Regions from separate parts of the Arabidopsis thaliana genome. Here region 1 is linked to region 2. A link is a contact called in public capture Hi-C data. All regions are on one chromosome and are shown on one strand. The core of a region is the stretch at or near the end of the contact, and the rest is flanking DNA. Distances in the headings are between cores, read along the strand shown. Region 1 holds the start of AT5G26622 (Beta-galactosidase related protein). Region 2 holds the start of AT5G26680 (5'-3' exonuclease family protein).

Region 1 (4,339 bases), core at 956-3,455, 42 kb after region 2:
GTTGTGTGTGGTAGGTGTGGATCCATATTTATATTGGATGGCTATGAGAATGTGTTTTGAGTGTGGAAGTCATGATAACCTGAAATGTGATCGACCACATACCAGAATTTAGTGGGAACAAGCATGTTACATAGATGATGTTACTAGACACTGCCCGACCTTAAAAGCCCATGAAACAAAAAAATTAGGCAGTAAATAACTTTAAAAGAATTTTAGGAGCATCACTTTCACATAGGTTATTATGGGAGAGAGGTTAAGTCCTCATAGTACCCTTAAGTAAGAGGTGATAGTTCGAGTCCTCACTTTACAATTTTCTGCAAATTTTGTTTTTAACCGTTTTATAATGGAGCAAAAGGATTTTTTTTTGTTTGTTTTAGATAGAAAATTAACCCTAGAATGTAGAAAATTAACCCTCGAATGTACATGCAATCACAACAATGTTTAGGGATCAAATCCACATAAACTATTTGCCACGCACTACAAATCTTTTAGATTTGAATTAATGTAAAACAAAATATTATTGCGCGCTGAATATTATAAGTAAAATAAACTAAAAAAATCAAGGCAAAAATAACATGTAAATTTGTCATTAGAGCAATCTCCATGTATCATCAATTAATTAAACCAGAATTTATCGATAGGGAATTGTAAAAACTAGTTCAGAAATGAAAACAATAAACAAGCCTAGTCTACTGTCACTGTCATAGTATTAGTCAAGATATCTTTCTTTTTTTTTCATCAAAAGTTTCTTTTCATTCCATTAGAAAAGATAACAAATATAAAGATAAGAGAAATCTGAAATTCCAAAGTTGAAAGCACAATAATAAAGGGCATACCCCAAAGTTAATACAAGGAAAATAACAAGGTAACAAGAGGTACTCGGCAAGTGATCCTTGAGAGCTTTGAACCAAAAGGTAAGAAGCTTTGTGGAGCATGTGAGGTCAAAGGTTGTCGAGGCTTCTTCCAAGAACAAGTCATTGGATGAACGAATTGCCAATGTCAAGAGACGGAATGGCGTTGATGAAGGGGCTAACGGCAATCTTCTTGTCTGCACAAGGAGAACTACACAACGTAGAGCTTTAGCAGAGGTTTGGACAAAGATGTTGATGTCACATGGATGGGTTAAGGACGATATTCCAAAGATCTTCAAAAGAGCAAACTCATGACTCAATGTATATGAAGAAGCTACACAAAGGGTTTGTAGAAGATAAGTGATAAGCTGTAACAAAATCGGTGGGTCCTCTCTCACATGAAACGAGCCATGGAGATTAAGGAATCCACACACATTTTGTAGTCGGTCTAACACATAGAGACAAAACATAAACCTGAGCTTCACAAATATAGCCGAATGAACCATGGCAAATTGTACAAGAGAGAACACGGTGAGCAAAGGATAAGATGATACATGGTTGAGGAAGCAGCGGTAATCCCCACTCCTTGGAGCCGAGATCATAGTGCCGCGCTGCCTCAACCATTGCAAACGGCCGTGATAATGTAAGCTATCCGAGAGAGTCTTCTTCAAGCTTTGGGAAACTTTGATAGAACTTCTAGGTGATTCTAAAGGGCAGGTTTTCAGATAAATGTTGAGCAAACAGAGCAAAGAGGTATGATATGAGATCAAGTGGCGTCCACAAACCATTGACTCCATGAATCGACACAACTTAAAGCTAAGAGAGGACAACAGACGCTTCACGCAATACCTGGGCTTTTGTAAAAATGAAATTGAAGAGCACCTTTTGAAGTTGGGCCGTAGAAATAAACGGTTTGGGCCTAAGCCCAAATGGCAAGACAAATGGCCCAAGCGGGGGACTTGGAGAAGGATTAGGTTAGAACCGCCGCCGCCGCCGCCGCCGTTTTGCTCCGGTAGTTTCCGTTGGGGATGGGCATCAGAGGGAGTCGAGAGCGTACCAAACTTTATAGATCTGCGAAGAGCAAACCCATACGTTGCAGCTTCGAAGGATAAGGGATAATTGGTAAGGATTGGCTCTTCGGGGTGCCAAAACAGCAGGAGAATCGTTAACAGAGGTTGAAGAGATGAGAGAACAGTCGAGCTCCATCTAACCAATCAAGATATCGATTATCGGGTCAGAGAGCGTTTCCTTGACAGTTCAGTCAAGATATCTAACCAATTAAAAGCCTAAAGTTTCGTTTGGATTTCATGAAAATATTTATTTATAAACGTTTAAGTTTGATAGGTTCACAAAACTTCGTAAACAATGCTTTTGTTGGCTAGGATATTTTCCAACAATTCCACCACTTTTACTGCGTTAATTCACATAAGATAAGTAGTTGGGTGATCAAACTAGTTACGGCATTACGAATAACAGTAGACATATAACTCTTAAGATGCTTACTTAATCTAATGATTCTAAACTAATGATTCATGAATCCTTTTTGAATCCCTAAAATCCAATAATGAAACTATATACTCATAATTGGTAAAAAAATGAAAATAAATATAAAGAATAATGCATAAATAAATCGAAAATATTAAAAAGGAGTGTTATGGAACTCTTCTCTAAATTTAAGAGTATGAAATCATCTCTTTTGAAATCCGTCTAATAGGCCTAGATCTTCTTAGAGTCGGTAGTTTGGCGAAGTCCCAAACAGATTAGGAATACCTTCTCTTTCTTTCTCGGACTGAACTAGTCCCGCGTGAAGGAGTTGGGACAGGTCTATTGGATTCGGACTGTTTGGATTAGACTTCATGAGGACTGGACGGGTCTGGTGCAACGGAGCTGGTTTCGGTGTCTTAGTCCGGTCTTCAAAGGTGTGTCTTTACCCGTACGTGTTCTTATTAGACGAAGCAATCTTTGGGACCGGCCTTATGGCTTGAATGGAAGGCTTGCTAAAGGATAGACTGTTCATAAATGCTTTTGGAATTGGTCTGCTTAGACCGGTCTGAAGTTTTGAAGAGTGGATCAGTCTTAGCCTGATTAATCATGGACCGGTATAATGTCTTGTTCAAGAAAATTAATCCTTTTTACCATTTGACTCAAGTTTTGCATCATTTTCATATGTTTACCTGAAAACATTCTAATATACTAATTAAAACACTAAAAACTCGAATAAAAACACAATGATAAAACACCAAAAACTCGGTTAAAAATTAAAACCTTGATATATCACTTCACTTGAGATTTCATCGTTTTCTGTTTTACACACATTTATTCTTAGTTGCATTGAGATCTAAACGAATTTTCGATATCCAAAATGAATAGCTAATAGTTTCTAACCAAAATCAGAGTTTCTTAAACGGAGGATTGAAATCATTAATTGCATGTATCGTCTCTCTTTCCCTTTAGTATGTTTTGTTTTACTAGGTTTGATTATCAAAGATCAACATATGTTAGTCTTTAACCAAAATAAAATCCTCACGTTACTCAATATCACAAAGATCTTTCGATTCGATATAATTTTTTGACGTAAGTTAATAAGTGATCTCGTGAATGAGATCTTTCGACAACAATTTCAACCAAGATTTCGGTCTTCTTTTTGCTCTTACAGTGTACGATAGAACTTGTTATTCCGATCCTTTATTCATCTAATTATTTAATTCCCATGATTTGGTAAATTAAATAGAAGACAAAAGTTGGTAGAGAAAAAGGAAGAGAGCTTTTAGATGGTTGGTTCTAATACGAAAGACACGAAGGAAGTCATGTCTTGTCCATTTTGACACAAAGCGTTTCAAAGCCAAATTGATGGGCTTGATTTGATTTTTAAATCATGAATCTGTTACTTCAGAACAATTTGTATACAATTATTATAGCCTACTTTTACTCTAGCTTGTCTTTTATTTCTTGTAGGTCTAAGCATAAATAAACCCTATTGAAGAATCTTTAGACCAAATCATGAAATATGGGATAGCACTATTCTTAGATGATTATGTTTCTTGGTTTATAAAATGTGATGTGTTTCGAATGGATGGTCAATAGCATAGATCGAGAAATTACATTACGATTTGGCTGGTTATTGATTCGAGCACGTTAAAAAAAAAGTTCAAACGAATAATTATAGCATGTTCAAAAAAATATCTATAAAAACTATGTCTTCTTAAAATTGTAATTAATTTTTATCCTTGTGTTTTATGTAAAGCTTTTCACTTTAAAAGAAAACGTAACAAATTTTGTAAAAATTAAACTAAAAATTATTTAAATAGGAACATAAACTTTTTTCAATGATTTTATTGTTTTTCAACTGTTATGAGATGCGTACTTTTTCTATCTGTACGTCTAATTTATCAAATAAAAGATTAACATGGTTTAACTTTTGACACTAATCAATTTTAATAACATAACTTTTGTCACTAACCTAAACATAACGGTAGTCAAACTTAACA
Region 2 (4,834 bases), core at 2,163-4,662:
GTGCCTATGACACCTCCAGCCATGTGAACCGAAAGGTTGGAAGCCCGGGATAGAGAGAACAGCCTAACGCTAACAATGTTATCGGAGGAGTACCATCCAAAAGCATGCAGAGAGGAGACTTTATTGCTGATGGCTGGTTTATACTGCCTGAGCAAGCATTTGGTACCCTGTGATCCAGTATATTGGGAATCACTTCGGAGGCAACTAGGCATATAAGGTTTCCCTAAAGTGTACATATATTTCTATTCATTTGTGGACATGTGTTAAGAGTTTGTGGCAGGCTATGGACAATAAATTGATAATAACAAGATGTAGGTGGAAAGCATGAAAATGTTTTAAGTACCACTAATCGGGAGTTGTCTTACAATCCATTTGGAAAGCCGTAGAGTTACCAATTAATTTACTAATCAGTGTTTCTTTTGCAATTAAGGAATTATGTGACGTACACATTCATGTACATGTGGAAAGAAAGAAGCTTAAGAACTAATTGGTTCAACCATATATAAAACTGTAAGGGACAAACCTTTCTCTTAGCAGGTACGGATGAGTTAGCAACTGGCTTGAAAAATGACTCCAGCCTGTGATATGTTTAAGACAGAAATGAGTGGAAGGAGAGGTACAAGCTAAAATCACCACTAATTTGTTCGAAAGATACCAACCTGCCCTGCGATGATTTATTCTTCGCAGTTTTAATTTTCTCTATCGCCTATACAAGAATTTCAGATCATCCACAATATTATTATCAGAATAAAGCATTGCACAATATGGAAAATATGGAACAAAGTATGATAACACTACGTGAAGCATACCTTGGTTACCCTGTCTATGTTGAATCCATTTTCATTCACCAAAAACTGAACTATACCCTGGCAAGGAAGACAAAAGGAGGTACCTAAGAAAAATTCCCGAAGAATCCAAAATATGCGTGGAGCAGAATAGGGGAGAACTAGGTTTCTACCTCTTCATCTGGAGAGGTCCACTTAATATCAAGCTGCTCTTCGTCTGTTATTACGTCAGGTTCTTTGAAAAGTTTTCGAGCTTCATTATATGGCCATTCCTCAGGTATTTGATACCTACATAAAATACCAAAATGTAAACGTCTTTAACGCACTATGGCTATTGCTCATGTAACAACAGATGTTAAGAGATAGAACAAAGTTGACAGGATGGATTAATTTAGATTAGACTACATGTTGACAGATAAATGCTTCTTAAATATGTGGCTAAGGTAATGCATCGCGATAAGAAATATTTTCAGCAAACAGCAGATGTAATGTGCAGCCAACTAGACTAATTAACAAGTTATAACCTTCACTCATATTGGTTGGTTTGAACTTTTATATAATAAAATCAGTATATAGTCACCAAATCAAGTTACTCTGAGATACTAAAACAGAATTAAACCTTTCTTTGTTTAGATTTTCGAGTATAGTCTCAATAGATCCATGCTGGCGAATGAGCTTTAGGGCAGTCTGCCCTCCGATACCTGTTTCACAAAATACATATTAGTTTCTAACTTGCGTTCTACAATTCACAGAGAAAATAACACAATATTGATCTATATCTAGATACCTCGGATGCTGTCACAATAGTCACATCCAGACAATATACACAAGTCGATGAACTGATCCATGGTAAGTTGAAGCTCTTCTAAAATCTGAAACGAGACCACAATATAAGGATCAGTTCATTAACTTAATACGTTGAAGAAAGAATAGTGTGTGTGAGAGACAAACCTTAGCAACTTCAAATTCCATGACAGGGATCTTTCTGGAGCTAGGATCCATCAGGTGGCGAAGAAACTTAGGAGCTCCAAAAGTCAAGGAATCCATATCTTCAGAAGCCACACCATAAACCTAAACAGACAAAAGCGTTTCATAAGGAAGCATCGCATATAAGATTGAAGACAGTGGTCACTTGAAACTGACAGTTAAACGCGAAAAAGAGAACAAACAAAAGAATTAAGACCTTTCCTGACTTGCAAAGTGCAGCACATTGCGCTTCAGCCTCGGAAGTGGCCTGTATGTAAGAAGCAACATCAGTCTTCTTTTCAAACTTTTAGCCATTTCATATCATAAACAAAAAGACGAGTTAATAGAAGAGATTTAGACCCTCGGGACTCTGCACATAACATAAGTACCTCAACAACAGGCACCCCCATGAGTCTCAAGAGTCTTTTGCAGTCATCATTATGCTGTTTTGTCACCTGGAGAGTGGAAATTTATACATATATTAATACGAGTCCTAGATTCAATTGCTTTGAAGTGGATGCCATAAAAACTAAGGAGTCCAACGATTCATAGATGAAAAAATAATATACTACCTTCACAGTTCGTTTGCTGTACTTCTCAATGTCTTCCTTGTTTCCTGCCTATCAGCACAGAAAAGCTTCTAAATTTATGCTCTTCCGGTAATAAAATAAAGCTAGGCAAGGCAAGTAAGAGTGACAAACCTCAATTGCACCAGTCAAATCTGCAGTTGCATCAGCTCTCTTGGAGTAACTGAATCAAGAGTAGAAAGCAACAGTTCAGAAACTCACTTTAGCCATTGTCTAACTAAAACTCAATTTAAGAAGCATTCCAGATAATTAAATCTACCGTTTAGCCAGTTCCTGTCTCTTTAACTCCGGGGGCTTCCCATCGAAAACATAGCTGCATCAAAAGATTCAGAACTAATAAAAAAAGAGAACCTTTTCCACCAACAGAGAAAGTAAAAGGAGGAGAGCATTACACAGGCTTAATTCCAGCTTCAAGAAGACGAATCGTTCGATTAAACATCCCTTGTAAATGACTACATGTACAAAACAAACATAGAGACAACACATCACATAAAAAGATCCAAACCGATTAAACATCATGTAAATGACTACATATACAAAAAAAACATAGAGACATAACACATCACACAAAAAGATCCAAACTTTACAATAGTGGAAACAAAGAGAGAGTAGTAATAGTAACCTAGTGACTTCACCAGCTTCATTAGTGAGCATTTCAGTCCCAGTTCTTCCAACAACAATCTGTGTCACATTCAACCACAATTACAAAAACTATACTCATTGAGATTGATACAAAGGAGAAGAAGGGGCACGAACGAGGAATTGGTAAATGCTCATGCTAGCATCAACAGCGATTTTCCGACCAAAATAGCTCTCGAATTTCTGTTCTTTCATACAACTAGGCGCATTGTCGGCTAAAAGCTTCGTTAAACCCTAAAAATCCGACCAAAAACACACACAAAACATTAGATCGAATTCAGGAATCGTAATCTAAAACTGAAACGAGAAGTAATCGTTTGTTTGAACCAGACCTTAATACCCATGGCGGTTACAGAGAAAGTTAGCGAATGCGAAGGTGTTGTCTCTCTCTCTCTCTCAGGGAACTTTGCCAATTTGGTCTCCTCACGCCGGCGATGATAATTGTTTTCCCGCCTCCTCAACACGTGTGGGCGCTAGAGTCTGATTAACTTTATGAGGCCTTTAAACCTAATGAGCCCATCAGGTTGTTAAGGCCCATCATATAGTTAAGGCCCATGAGTCATAGTCCAAAGAAATGTTAGTGGAATCGAAACTCTCTTTTAAGATGCATCTTATATGACTATATACTTTTTGGAGCTATAAAGTTATAAGTTGAGAGAGAGAATGTTCAATGTAGCCCATATAAATGTTCTGAGTTTCGTTATATGTAAGGGTATGCTATTCTTTTGGCATTTTATTTCCCTACCAATACAGTGATGTCTTTTTTGCTGGAGACAAATCCATTCTAAGATCCGATTTGGATCTGAAGCCTTCAAAAAACATATAGTTCTCATCAAACCTGACTATGGGTTGATAAAGAAATTCGAAATCAGATTTCAGCAATCCGACTCTCTTAGGCGACATGCGTTATAACGATGCTTACCAACACTAGATTTACTCTCGAGACTAGTTATCACTGATTCTTAGAAAGCTTTAAAATTTTCAGAAGTTTTTAGAGTTTACTTTTCAAACAAACTTAGCACAAGTTGTAAAAACGTATTTTTTCTTTTAAATCTAATTTGATATTATATTAAAAAAAAAAAAAAAACTAACTATCGTATCGTGATCTTGTTTTTATTATTTTTACCAAAATTATAATATTTTAGGTAATGTTCTCCGTAATATCTTTCACTTTCATTTTATTATTTCAATGATATTAACATTCATAACAAAAAAAAGAAAACATATAGTTGGCATCGTAATTTGTTCTTGGTTTTCTCATCCTACCACGGTGTGGGATGGTTCATTAGTTAAAAAAGAAGAAGGTAGATATTGAAATCTAAAGAGAAAGTGTGTACTTGATTATAAATCATGTAGATCTAGCAAACGAAACTGTACTTGAGTTGCCAAAAAATCATTTTGATTTTATAAATATGGGAGGTTTCATTATTCGTGCATGGGAATCGAATGGGTCAAGGAGTAAAAAACAAAGAACGTAATGGTGGTGAATGGTGTGATACGTGGGTTTTATTTTATTTTTAAACGTCAACATTATTGATATCTACAACAAATATAATCATTGTGTAAGTATAAGAAACGGTGGTGGTACGTGATCATTTAAATATAGTTACGCTAAAAAAAGACGTTCACCGACAGGATTTTGTGGAGAAACGTACATATATTCATTACGCACCACGGAAAAATACAACGATATGTCCTTAGTTAACACCTTCATCCCAAGTTTACAATTAATTCCCCAAAACTTTCAACTTTATGTAGCATCCTATTAATGTTCCAAACATTGCAAGGATTATATGTATATATATATAGAAAATAGATTGTATATAATAAACAAACAAAACTATCGAAGGTAGTTAG

What was found. Capture Hi-C pulls out chosen DNA fragments and counts their contacts.
Region 1: a capture Hi-C map of seedling shows a contact between it and region 2, with 4 times the contacts expected there. The contact joins the promoter of AT5G26622 here to the promoter of AT5G26680 in region 2. A contact is called at or near these places in 19 of 26 Hi-C or Micro-C datasets (callus, cotyledon, leaf and 5 more), 2 of 2 datasets of contacts at active chromatin or transcription factors (seedling and shoot) and 1 of 3 other capture datasets (seedling).

Annotation. Positions count from the first base shown.
Region 1 is chr5:9,355,244-9,359,582 of TAIR10.1, forward strand. AT5G26622 (Beta-galactosidase related protein) reads right to left here and starts at 2,206. Exons shown (of 1, transcript NM_001036868.3): 1 at 710-2,206. The coding sequence starts at 1,648. The coding sequence ends at 761.
Region 2 is chr5:9,312,138-9,316,971 of TAIR10.1, forward strand. It overlaps AT5G26680 (5'-3' exonuclease family protein), which reads right to left and starts at 3,413. Exons shown (of 18, transcript NM_001343978.1): 1 at 3,310-3,413; 2 at 3,095-3,211; 3 at 2,961-3,019; 4 at 2,731-2,790; 5 at 2,598-2,651; 6 at 2,453-2,501; 7 at 2,324-2,371; 8 at 2,141-2,206; 9 at 1,969-2,019; 10 at 1,737-1,856; 11 at 1,573-1,657; 12 at 1,405-1,486; 13 at 959-1,073; 14 at 810-866; 3 more. The coding sequence starts at 3,321.